2 separate regions of the Anser cygnoides genome follow, and region 2 is linked to region 1. The links are chromatin contacts, called in public Hi-C maps. All regions are on one chromosome and are shown on one strand. The core of a region is the stretch at or near the end of the contact, and the rest is flanking DNA. Distances in the headings are between cores, read along the strand shown.

Evidence for each region. Hi-C and Micro-C count contacts between places; a contact is called where the count stands out from the background.
Region 2: a Hi-C map of liver shows a contact between it and region 1, with 1.9 times the contacts expected there. The contact joins the promoter of LOC106033299 here to the promoter of LOC125183373 in region 1. A contact is called at or near these places in 4 of 7 Hi-C or Micro-C datasets (granulosa cells and liver).

Annotation. Positions count from the first base shown.
Region 1 is chr12:9,684,920-9,691,214 of Taihu_goose_T2T_genome, forward strand. It overlaps LOC125183373 (chemokine-like factor), which reads left to right and starts at 1,641. Exons shown (of 4, transcript XM_048069002.2): 1 at 1,641-1,845; 2 at 1,976-2,134; 3 at 2,796-2,891; 4 at 4,506-4,896. The coding sequence starts at 1,783. The coding sequence ends at 4,610. TK2 (thymidine kinase 2) reads right to left here and starts at 1,621. Exons shown (of 10, transcript XM_048068998.2): 1 at 1,447-1,621; 2 at 666-703. The coding sequence starts at 1,621. It overlaps CMTM3 (CKLF like MARVEL transmembrane domain containing 3), which reads left to right and starts at 5,667. Exons shown (of 5, transcript XM_048069001.2): 1 at 5,667-5,863. The coding sequence starts at 5,750. It overlaps LOC106033313 (a long non-coding RNA gene), which reads right to left. Exons shown (of 4, transcript XR_010834349.1): 4 at 5,859-6,295.
Region 2 is chr12:9,954,655-9,961,242 of Taihu_goose_T2T_genome, forward strand. LOC106033299 (fatty acyl-CoA hydrolase precursor, medium chain-like) reads left to right here and starts at 3,791. Exons shown (of 14, transcript XM_013176725.3): 1 at 3,791-3,920; 2 at 5,036-5,115; 3 at 6,119-6,323. The coding sequence starts at 3,892. It overlaps CIAO2B (cytosolic iron-sulfur assembly component 2B), which reads right to left and starts at 3,988. Exons shown (of 5, transcript XM_067004188.1): 1 at 3,548-3,988; 2 at 3,337-3,414; 3 at 2,959-3,084; 4 at 2,481-2,526; 5 at 1,724-1,951. The coding sequence starts at 3,973. The coding sequence ends at 1,854. LOC125183356 (a long non-coding RNA gene) reads left to right here. Exons shown (of 3, transcript XR_007165211.2): 3 at 394-937.

The sequences.
Region 1 (6,295 bases), core at 391-2,890:
CCAGCTGCCTGCCTGTGTTCCCACTTTCCCCCGTGCTGCGCATGCAGCCACTTCCCATCTCCTCCCCACGGCCCTAAGAGCTTCAGGGGGTCACCCGCTACTGCTCCTTCCACATTCCCACTGCACCACCTGCCACACCTCAACCTCAGGCTTAAACTTCACTTTCAACTTAAAATAAATGCCAAGTGAAGTAATAATTTCAGTATCCATTAAACAGATTTCTTAAAAATTGATTAGCACTTTTAGAAACCTACACAATTAAAATTTGGGCACTGAAATTTACAAAACTAAAACAAGAAAAAAGCTCACAGATTTGTACAGAGCAACTGCTACGCCAAGCACCGAACACCCAACTTCAAACTGCAACTCGTCCCTTCAGCAATTCCCTACACTTGCACAAATCCTTCACAACTGTACTGCAACTAACAGATAGAGATAAATGTGAACCTGCATTTTAGGTTTACTGTTTCTGTTTTCTTTACAAATGTAAACCTGCATTAGGTCTTCACATTTACCTATAAAGATAACAGACAGAGTAATGGATCCACCATCTGGAGACTGGCCAACGAACAGACACATTTAATAGTTGTCAATGCATGTACACTTACAAAAAATAAGATGTTAAACATTTTACGTTCTTTTTCAAAAAAAATGTAAATACTTACAACAGTCTTCTTATCATCTCCTTTTATGAGATGTTTATCTAAAATGGGAAAAAAAAAAAGACAAGAGTTACAACCAAGGTCTTCATAATTTATATTTATACTCAGCCTCTTACTGTGAGCTCTTCCACTAAGTTTTGGGTTCTCTGCTGGCTAAGGTGAACACTTGCAAAACTACAAATCTGTACGGCTTTGGGTAATCATGTAACCATGTAACAGACAGGCTGTAGGGTACACTGACACAGTTTCATCTTAAGTTCTCCATTGACTTTAACACTGGAGTCCAACAGTGAGCACCTGCACCTCTTCAGCACACTTCTGCATACACTGGGCTCCTCAGATAGTTCGTATTTGCTGTGGGGTCACAGTGCGAGGCCCCAGATCTTCACGGGCTTGATAAGAATTAAGATTTTAGGATGCTTCCAACACGATAAAAATCTTTGAAAGCAGCACCGACGTTACTAGCCCTTAACCAATGCACACAAACCAACAACGACAACAGAAAACAGGCAGCACCAGGGAACGCCGAAGCGCTGGGTGAAGGCCAGTCAGGGGCCACAAAGGCACATTAAATGGAAGGAACGGGCCCTCTGGGCACACACACGGGCTGAGAAGAATCTCGCTGCTGCCCGTTAAGGGACCTGGCAGCTGCTTTTACCAACATAACCGGTGACACGGAATTAAAAACTAAAAAATAAATAAAACCGAGAAACGCTTCCCACTTCCCCCTCTCGCCCCCCGCCCCGTTTATCGCACCGGGCCTGCCCGCCCCCCCCCGATTTACAGTCGCCACTGCAGCGGGGGCCGGGCCGGCCGCGCAGCGCCAGGCCTCCCGCCGAGGAGCTCGTCGCTATCGCTGCCGCCGCCCTGCCGGGACAGGCCGCGCCCGCCGGGCCGCTTCTGAGGCCGCGCCACCCCCGGGCCCCGCGCAGCGCCCAGGCCGCGCTCAGCCGCCACATCGCCCATCCCCGCCGCCGCGCCGCGACCCTCGCCACCACGGCTTCCGGCCGGCCGGCGGGGCGGAGCGGGGCGGTTCGGGGCGGAGCGGGGCGGTTCGGGGCCGTTGGGGTCCCCGCCCGCCGGATCGCGGCACGGCAACGCCCGGCGCGGCCCCTGCGCCATGGCGGCGGTGGATGCCGGCTTCGCCCGCTCCCCGCGGGGCGCCCTGAAGCTCGGCCGTATGGTAGGGGTAGGGGCGGCGGGCGGGCTCCGTCCCCTCAGGCGGCCCCGGTACCTGAGGAGCCCTGCGGGGAGAGCTCGCTGCGGGGCTGCTCGGGGGTCGGCCTCTCCTCTCATCCCTTCTCTTCTCGCAGCTGGTGGCCTTTGTAGCGTTCGTCTGCTTCGTTGCCTCGAGAGCCCATGAAGCATACACAGCGCTTGCGATCATGGAAGTTATCATCACGTTGTTGTTCTTTCTACTGTATTTGCTAAAACTAGACAAAAGGATGACCTGGCTATTCTGGCCTTTGGCTGTGAGTATCGGCTCGCGTTCGAGATGAAGCCTATTTTATGCGTGTTGTAATCTTGAATGGAAGACTGCTCGGAGAGTTCACTTGCAGGGTTAATTCAGTCCTCGCTTCCATGAAGTTAAAAGCAAGAATAGTATTTAATTGTTGAGTCACTTTTGCCCAACAGCAACTGTTGTGTTCTTTTGCACAGACTTCTAAAGAGCTGGTTTATATCAGTTAATGTAGGGGTTTGTTGTTTTTTTTAACAGTTCCTCCTGTAGTTAGTATCATTTGCTTAACTTTATAATACTGTACCTTTCATCCTTCACATGACAAATTAAATACATACTTTCCTTAAATATTAACGAGTTCTCCTCTTACTTCTTTTTTTAAAAATTTGCTTACTGTTTTAGTCTGTCAGGTCAAGTAGATAGACTTGCAACAGAGAATTTGCATAAATTCGATTGCCAAAAAAACAAGAAGTGAAGACAGGTGAAATGAGGATGTTTTGTCACGAGTGCTCTTCTAACATCAAGCCACTGGGTGTCACTATTGATCTTACACGGGTTTAATCCTATTGTCACAGTAAACGGCAACTTTTTACTACTTGTACCATACTGGGAGCTATTCACATTCTTCTTAAGGTGCGTATTTCACAATATTTTGCTTCCACTGCTTTTTTCAGGATATTTTCAACTCAGTGATAGCAGCTGTGTTCCTCCTAATTGTGTGCCTGTTTGCAGTAATAATCAAGACCAACAAAGTGACACTGGCTGGAGGAGTAAGTAGGAAAATATTAATGAATTTTGATTCTTAAAATCAACATGATTTGGTATCCTTACATTTTGATAAGGCCATGAAAACAACTCTGTTATAGAAAACCAGTCACAAACAGACGTGAATGCACATTAATTTATCTCACTTAATCCCCAAATCAAGTAATTTAAAGACTTTATTGGATTTAGGAACTACTGTGTAGAAGTAGTACTAATGCTGAAAACAGTTAGCTTAACTAATCAGAGTAACGTGCATTTACTTCAACAGTTAGAAATTCTAGGTGGGAGAATCCATAGTCGTTCTTGGACTATCCAGTTTGGTTACAGGATTTAAGAAGAAATGCCTGCTGTCTTACTAAAAAGGGTTGAAACTTTTTATCAGATATGCTGGTACTTCCCTTGTGAAGCGTATATTATTTTTTCTGACAACCTGAGAAATTATGGCACTTGAAAAGGTCTTTTCATACTACGAAGACTTTTTTGTACTTATGATCCAACCAGTTTACTATCTTAAGCAACTGGTATTATTAATTTGATGGAAAGCTAAAAAAAAAAAAAAAAAGAGCAGTAACAAGCAGTGAGGGGGGAAAAAATCAGTTTTGAATATACTTCAGTCAGTTTCCTGAAATACAAGTCAAGTTAGAATGTGATGAGCAACCAAAAATAAAATAATAATGAACAGAACTTGTCACCTGAGTTTTTCAAAATCAGCCTAAGAGTCAGAGGGATGCAAAGCTGTTGCCCACATTGGTGCTGATAACTGTCAACCTAAGCAAAAAGATTTCATGATAAATTGACAAACTATGGTAGAATATAATTTATATTCTCAGTTACAAGATGAATATGAATTAAAGGTAAGTTGAAAGCAGAAGACGTTCCAATCAGATAGGTTGGAAAACAAGTTTGGGCAGAACGCATGACGTCCTCAATACTGGGAGAAAGAAAATTGCCCTTAGGCTTGTATTCCTGTCTTGAACTATGCTTTCCAGAAAAAGCTTGCCTTAGCATTACTCCTGCTGATCAGACAATTCAATTTTAAAACATACTTGAATTAAAACAAAGTGTGGAATCAGACTGAAAGGCAAGGGCTGAGAAGGTTAACTGCGCAGTCATTCTGCAAACACACTTTTCCAGCTGCCTGCCCAAAGTCGTATTTTTAAACATTGATGTACATTTTCTTCGATTTCAAATGTTTCCAGTTCAGTGTTTCTGACAAGAGAAGCACTATCACTTTCCTTCTAGGCTTGTTTCTACAAGTGCTGACTTTACTCTGGGCCAGAAGTTAGACAGTTGTTAAAGACATAGAATGATTTTCTTTTTGGATAAAAGCATTGTCTTGCTTAATGCAGCATCATTAGTTTCTCTTTCAAGGAGAACACATCATTTCTAGCTCTTGAGACAAACATCAGACAAAGACAGGGTGTAGACTGCTGTATGAAAGGTTGATGAGATTTAAATACCTAATTTATCAGCTGTCTCAAATCACACACAGATTTAGAAGGCCAGAAGCACCATGGGGAGATGCAATTACTGCTTCTTTGAGGAACAGCAGATGAGTCACTACAGCAAAAGATAGAGGTTCTAAGAGAAAACTAATGTTATCATTGTTATTTTTGCAGGTGCTTGGTTTGATATTGCTTGTTCTCTGTGTTGTTGATGCAGTTCTTCTTTTCCAGAAGATTAGCATTAGTGGACCAAGAGAAAGGAATGTTCCTGCAAAATAAGATTACTATTTTAGAAGAGTTTCTTAACTGATGATTGTTTTACTGTTCTCTTTTAAAGAATGTGTTTTCATGTGTTCACCTTTGAATTTCCTGTGCATTTCTCTACATTTTTGCAAGTATTGTTCATAAGTATTATTACATCTATATATAGTTTCAGCGTTGCAATTTCACCAGTTTATACTTCACAGAAAATTGTCTTGTGTTTTTCTAAACTTAACTACATCTTCATCTGGATGAAAATTAATTTCATAATTGTCTTTCTGTAATAAAAAGATTTACAAATGGCCCTGAATGCGTTATTTCACGTTATTTGTCAAGTGTACTTAAAAGTAGAAGTTATCAGCAAACATCTTAGGAACAGATTTTTTTCACCCTTTTCCCCATTCCACAGATCTGCCTCCTAGGTGGTGAGCATCAGGCTGTGTGAGTGTTTTATTGCTGAGACCTTTTGATCCCCGAATTTTCATTTTTATGTTTGTAATAGTGTTGGAAGTAACTCTTCCGTAGCAATCACGGCGATGCTGCGGTGTTAACATGCAATGAAGATAGCAGATAAAATGAAGTTTGTGTCTTTCGTCACAGACTATTACAATCTATGTGAGGGTTGCTGCTACAACTGATTTTATGCTCAGGAAGCCCATCATAAATTTAGGCACCATCTGAGCATTAAAGGGCAAGCACCCGTGTGAGGGAGAGTTTCAAGGTAGATGCAACACAATATCCAAAAGCAAACGAATAAAAGGCCTTGTGCTGCGGAAAGGGAACTTGCAGCTGAGCACTTGAGGTACCAAGCTGGAGGAAGAGGCCGCCTGGGTCACCCAGCGCAGGAGTAAAAACATCAGGAGTGCAGGGGGGAGGTGAAGGCGGGGGGGACAAGGTGCTGAGGGATGAGGTGCTGAGGGGCAGCCGAGGTGCTGAGGGGGACGCTGCCCCCTCGGGCTCCCTCCCGCAGCCGCCGCGCCGCCCCCCCGCCCCGGGGGCCCCCACCCCTCAGATTTGGGGATGCTGAAACTTTTTTTTTTTTTCACGTTTCCGCATTGTCACGATTTCCGCTTCCCTCCTTCAAAAAAAAAAAAAAAAAAGAGGCACCAGACCGAGCCGCCCGCGCTCCTCCTCGCCAGCCCGCGGCCGCCGCAGCCATGGAGGAGCCCGAGCCGGGGGCCGAGGCCGCCGCCCCGCCGGGGCTGCGCTCGCTCCTGCCGCCGCGGGAGTTCCTCGGCTCCCGCAAGGGGCAGCTGCTGCTCGCCGAGTCGGTAAGGGCCGGGGGGGAGGCGGCAAGGGCCGGGGGGGGGGGCTGCAGCCTGCGGGGGGCTGCGGCCCCGCTGCAGGCAGAGCCCGCTGGGGAACTGGGAGAGGGGCCGGAGCAGCACCCTCTGCGGTTTTTATCTCATTCTGACCCATTTGCACGGTGCACCCAGGCGCCACAGTGCCCGGGTACGTGCGGTAACTGCTGGTGCTAGCACGGGGCACAGGGCAGCCTGCGCCGCCTGGTGCGGATCTAACTCAGTAATTAATGAGTGCCCTTCTGCAGGGGATCACAGGCTCTAGGCTTCGGTGCTGAGCTCCCCCAAAGCCCTGTTTGTCCCTGATCACCCAGGAGGACACAGTGGCTCACCCCAAGGGAGTCATTTACTATTAACATACCGAATAATAAAGAACAAACTTGCTGTGGAAAAACTGCTCCC
Region 2 (6,588 bases), core at 2,541-5,040, 270 kb after region 1:
ATTCCTTCTGTTTGATGTGCAGGTTGAAGCAATCTGTATGCAGCTTACTCGTCCTTCTATTCCCCTCTCCCCCCATAATGTTCCATTTCTGTCCTCCCCAAAATCTGGGAGGGCAACATTCATTTTCTGTTAAAAACAAACAAAACAAACAAAAATAAACAAAACCACAAACAATCAAAAAACACAAACAGATCAAACAAGCATATTGCCTGTGTGTTGCCTGCATGCATTGCCATGGTTGAAGTTTTCATTTGTGGTGCAAAGGCTGGCAGCATCAGGACTAATCATTTCAGTGATTTGGCAAGAGAGGTGGACAGGAAAGAATATTAACAGCTGGGTCATTCTGCTACTTTCCCATTATTAATACCACATAAATATTGTCTTTATTTACAGTTTCATTCAAATGTCCAAGGAAGTGCTGATCATTCAAAGGATGCTAAGCCAAATGATCAGATTAAAGCTGCTGCAGAGCTGGCCTTCTGTAGAAGCCCTGTGCAAACTGGGTGAGTCACTTCTAAAACTGGAAGATATGGATTTATTTCTATTATATTTTGCTGTCTGACTTTCTCCCTTGTACTTGAATCACCACGGCTTCAGTTTTGTCAGCTGCTCAACACAGACTAGCCTGGTCTACCAGGCTTTGGTTTACATAATGTTCATAAGGTTTACCCTTTTTAAAATAGCATCCGAGATCCTCCAAGAGAAAATACTGAAATGTAAAGCATTACCACCACACATCTACTTTTTAAAAAAGAAGTATACTAGTTGCTCTTTAGATAATTGATGATGATGAAGATACTGAATAATTGATATGTAGTATTGCATGTTTGCACCAAAATACAGGATTGTTAAAGGCTGTTATATTTCCCCATGGACCAGGTTGGAAACAACTCTTGCAAAAGTTTTAATTAATAATGGAATTCTATCTTAATGAATTTCTATATTGTCAGTTTCTACCAAAAGACAACAGTTTAGTAAGCACCATGTCTCCTAGAACAGAAAGGGAAGCATAGGCTAGGTATTAATGCTAAACCTGAATATGTTTAAAGCAAAGCTTCTGATTTAGCTGGAACGTTACCAGGAAAGACTTTCAGCATTGAATAGCTGGACTGTCTGTACTGAAAAATATGAATGACTCCCTCCTGTCAGGTGTAAGGGAGTGACAGGTGAAGAAAACCAAATCAAACCAAACCCAAAACAAAAATTCAAAGATACTTGGTACTCATAGATAACGGTATTTGCCATAAGTAATGAATAAGAAAAAGTAAATTACATTTTAAACAGATCTAGAGCCCTTCCTGGTTGGCTAGTCCAGGATGAGATAATAAAAACACAAGCAGATGATTTAGAATCCTTTACATTTATTGCTACAGATGTTTTACAACTTTGCATAAATGAACTTGTTAAAATCCTGACGTATGAAGCAAAAATTATATTATCAGTCCAAAACAACCATATGAGTATAAAAATTTTTAACTGCTATTTAGCTTGGTGGACTTGTGAAATCCAGTATGCAAAATCTGTTCCTAAAATGAAGTTTAATTATCTTCGGATAGTGAGAAACCTGTTAAAAACAGGTTTAAACCTTTTTAAAGTAAGTCCAGAAAAAAAAATCCTACCAGTGCAATAACTAATAAACTTGAAAACCCAATTTTCATTATGTTTTTGTAGCTGCCTACAAGCTAATTTCCCCCATACTATTTTTGGTAGAAATAATGAAACATTTATTTGAGAAAATCCAAGTGATTTTATTTTGCTCATAGATACATGTATGGTGAAATACTAGCATCACCACTTATATACAAAATCCGTTTAACACAGCAGAATATACCGGTGATTTCCTGATCAGGCAATTATGATCGGGCAGACAGACACTGATTCACCACTTCCAGTAAATGAGAGTTTTCCAAAGCAGCTGCTACACGTTCTTTATCAGCAAGCTGTTTATTAACTGTGCAGAAAAAAATACCCCCAAAAAACTGGTCAAAACATTGGTATAGAATGTCTTTTTAGAAGCATTTTACATTGCAACATAATCGCACCGTTGCTATGGTAACTCAGACTACTAATTCTGTAGATGCTAAGTGCACCACAGAGTTGTGGTCTCAAGTCAAAGCTACCATATTACCACAAGTTAAACTAGCAAGTTATTTATGATTCATCAGCAGAGAGCTGTACATGTATAGGTTCAACAGGAGAAGAAATTTACCCCTGCCTTGCCCCTTTCTGAGCCCTCCAAGCAAATCAATAATAACGTGTGAGCACAAGTTGTCCAATGAGATGTTTAAAGTAAAGTAAAAAACATTTCTAAATTTCATTATTACACATGCCTGTTCTGTAACATCCCCCAGAAGGGGCTTGGTGCATGTAAAGTCCCAGATACCGAACAATTGCTCTGCAGGTGGAAAAATGTATTTTCTCTCTAATTTTCAAGATTAGTAAAAAAAAAAAACCACACAAGAGAACACTAAAAAGCTTACCAGCATGCTCAGAGGCATGTGTTCCTGGTGTTATATGAACATCCATCTTAAAAAGCATGAAGAAAGAAAAAGGTGTCCAGTTAACAAAACATTGGAAGTTCAAAGTAAAACTATTTAATGAAGAAAATACAGCAATAACAAGACAAAACAAAAAAGACATTCTTGCCAATGCCAGATACTCTACACTGCAGCATAAAACCAGGCCTAAAATCAAGAAGCCTCAAGATCTCCCGTGCCATGCTGTAGAGGCCAGCAGGTACCTTCCCATCATAACCCCACTCACCTGTGACATGGCCATCACAGAACTGGAACTCTGCACCCATTTTTCAGTTTAGTTCCTTCCCCAATTCCTAGAGTGTTTCCCTCCCCCACCATAATACAAAAGAAAAAAGCTCCGGTTATTTTATGCTGTAAGTTAGCTAGCTGGTTTTTAAACACCATTCCTCCCTTGTGCTTTCAGAGTGATTTCATTACTCACCTTAAATCTCTCAGGCAGAGATCTGATCAATTTTACTTTGATGGACAGGCCGATTAACGTCGCCATGCTGCAGTGGGGAATCGTGGGCGTGAACTCCACTGCCACGGTGCTCTCGGCATCGTTCACCTGTTGGAAAGCAAGCAAATAATTCCTGTGTGCAAAGCTCACTGCCTTCACCCCAGCTAGCTGGAGGCACGTTGTGTGCAACACAGCTTGAAGCTGTGCTTTGCTGCTTGGGGGTTCTTCACTGCTTTAAAGACTGCTAATGCAGTAGTTAGCTAATAATAAACCTCTTCTCATGGCACAAAACCAAACAACCAAACATCCTCACACAAACAAACAACCAGAAACAAAGCAAAAGAGAACAAGAAACCTCACTTTAACTCGAACTTGCTCAACAACATTCAGCTCCTCCAGGGTGAGGGGGTGCTCAGGATCATTGATGGAGCGGATGAGATGTGTCAGGTTAAGGAAAGGGCACTGTCCTGTGTCCTGTCCCTGATCCTGATCCTGCCCTGCCCTGTCCCCCTGTCCTGTACCCTGCCCTGCCCCGGCCCGGCCTGGCCTGGCCCGGCCCTCCCGTCAGGATATCGAAGATCTCCCGGTCGTCGATAGAGTCGGGCAGCTCGTCGTCCTCCTCCCTCGCCGTCACGGGCCGCTCCCCGGAGCGGCGGTAGATGAGGGGGTTGGCGTTCTCCAGCGGCGCCCCGCCGGCCGGGCCCACCATGGCTGGAGGTGGCGGAAGGAGCCCGGCCGCCCTTCGCCGCCGCACCGGGCGGGCGGAGCCGCGCTGAGGGAGCGGGGCGGCCCCGCTGCCTGTGCGGCAGCGCCCTCGTGTGGGCAAGCGGCGTGCTGCCGCGCACAGCCCTCGTAACGGGGTTACCGCGCTGTGATCGCGCGGTAGTACATCGTCTGCTTCAGACTTTCTGCTGTATGTCTGATTTCTCCTCACAAAAAAAAAGGTGAAGTGTAAGTTTTTGTTGTTGTTGCTCAGGTGACACCTTGCTGCCTGCATCAAGTCGTAGTTATCGGTAGTAAAACACCTCAGGCTGCTGGAGGTGGCTTCCCCGATGACTAGCAGAAATAAAAGCTTGGATCCCGTGTTACTGATAAAAATATTTGTGCAATAGATGCTGGCATAGGTGTCGTAACTTCTTTGGCAGCCATTTGACACCTGTCACTAACAGGCTGTGAGGCTGAATACCAGGAACTTTTCAGTTACCACCAGTGGCTGTACAGCACATTTTATTCTGACAGCTCAACTAGCTGATTAGCTAGAGTGTCAGGTTTAGAAAGCACGCACTTTTCTCTCTGTGTCGGTATTGTTGCTGTTGTAGACAGTTCTTTCAATTCAGAATACTATAATAAAAGTGAATATTGACTTTTTTTTTCTCTTTTCCTTTGTGCTCATTTGTTCTTTAGCAGATTTAATCAATGTAAATCACTATAAATTAAATAGCAATGTATTTAATTGCTAATACATCTGATACTACATTTGTTGACTGAAAAAGGAGAGGAAAATGGTAAGAAAATGCTGGTCCAGATGGCTGAGGTGAGTAAGAGTTGTTAATTTGGGACGCACTCAGAGTTCATTTAAGCTGATTGAATCCCACTGCCTGCTTTTGTCTTTTGAGTCGGTCATTTTTACAGTGAAAGGTCATACAAGGAAGTTTTCTAGCCCATTCTTTGGAGGTTTTCGTGATCCAATACAGTATGTGGACTTCTCATTTTGGGCATCTGCATTAGACCAGCTAAGTGTTAACTTTGTATTCCATATAAAAATTGAGTGACTGAATTTGAACCAAAAGGTGATAAGAGGATAACTCATTTATATCAGATAATAGTGCTAACTCTGATTTACACTGTGAATTCATTTTCTGAGATTTATTTCAATATTTAGTCATTGAGATGAAGACAAGGGATGGAAATCTGGGTTTTAAATTAAAAGATATGTTGTGTTAGCAGAAGCTTGGGAAAATGGGATTTTATGTGTCAGAAAGCTGTTCACCTGGAAGGAGTCTCATTTTCCCTTCTTTAATATAGACCTCACCTCCTACTTATATCTTTTCATTTTCAGATTGATCTGGAACAAAAATAACTGCAACAGAAAGAATTTTCCAGAAAGACTTGAGGGAAGTATTAAAAATAAGAGGCAAGGTATGTTCTATGATGCATGTTTGCACAGTTCCGAGTGAAATCTGTGAGAAATTTTCACACATCTCCACCACTAGCACAACACAGAGACTTAGGAACTATATAAGAAATGGCACGTAGCTCTGAATTCTCTTGCACTGTAATTTTCGGATCATTTATGATCAGGATCGGGTAACAATTAGGTAAGTTACACTAAGGGATTGTATTTACATTTCGTATCAATTACAGCTCTGAAAGTGCTTAATGCAGTGTATGTTTGGAAGGGAATTTAGCTGCACTCCCTACCAAGAGGGCAGTCCTTGGGGACCTTTGTACTAATATCTTCCGTGTAAAAACAGGAAAAATATCTGGAATGCAAGTAGAGGAAAAAATGTCTCCTCAAAGCCAGATTTCTTTGTTTTATACCTTGGTTTGTAGTATAATATTTATCACTTGTGGAATAGAAGGTGAGATACAAAATCTTTTGTAACTGCTGTTGGGGAAGCAACTGCATTAACAAGTTACAGGGTAGTAGTTTTCAAAGGCAGTACATCTCTCATACTTGTGTTAGCAATCTGCAAAAGTATCCTAATAATCTCAATGCAAAAGTGACTGTTTTTGCAGGAGGAAACCATTTCTGAGATAGTTTTATGAAAACAATAAAAGGCCTTGTTTCTTAAATGGTAGAAATCAGAACATTTCTGAATTACCTGAACTATTTTGAAAATCTTTTGTTGGATGGTAAATAGAAGACGTTAATGATTTTGACAGTTACTGCTTCCTCTGAAATTGTTTTTAAGATTTATAATGTTGTACAGTGAATAAACTGTCCTACCTAGCTCCAGTTGTCATAAGCGGAGCCAGTTACGGAAATGTTTGGCAAGGGGTGTCTGTCATTGCACAAAACTTGAACAAAATTGAATAAGCTGAAATATTCTAAATAAAGGAGCTGGTAAAAAAACGCTTCACTGAAAAATCTGATAGTTATGAAGGTGCAACTTAATTATTTTTCTTATGTGTAATCTAGGACAGAATGGTGCTGAACCAGAAGTGACTATTGCGCATGGACGGCTCAGAGGAAAACAAGCAAACGTGAAGGGGACAGATAGACTTGTAAACGTTTTCCTTGGGATTCCTTTTGCAAAAGCACCAGTTGGATCCTTGAGGTTTTCCCCACCTGAACCACCTGAACCCTGGAATGGTCTGAGAGATGCAACTTCCTACCCACCACTGTGAGAGCCATTCAGTTTGTTTATATATAAGACTTGCTCATGTTTGTCAGCGTTGTGTTTATTAGCGTACAAATATCTGATTTTAAGTAAGGCACTTGGATTGACTGGTAGTGAAATACTTTGTAAGACCTGTGGGACTAGGAAGTATAAAGAATACCTGGTAAATTCCTTTATTTGGAAATCCAGTTTTCTTATTATACTATTCTGAATTAATTAATCTTTTAAAGTAAAAGTAGAGAGCTATGTTTTTTACAGTTGACACCTC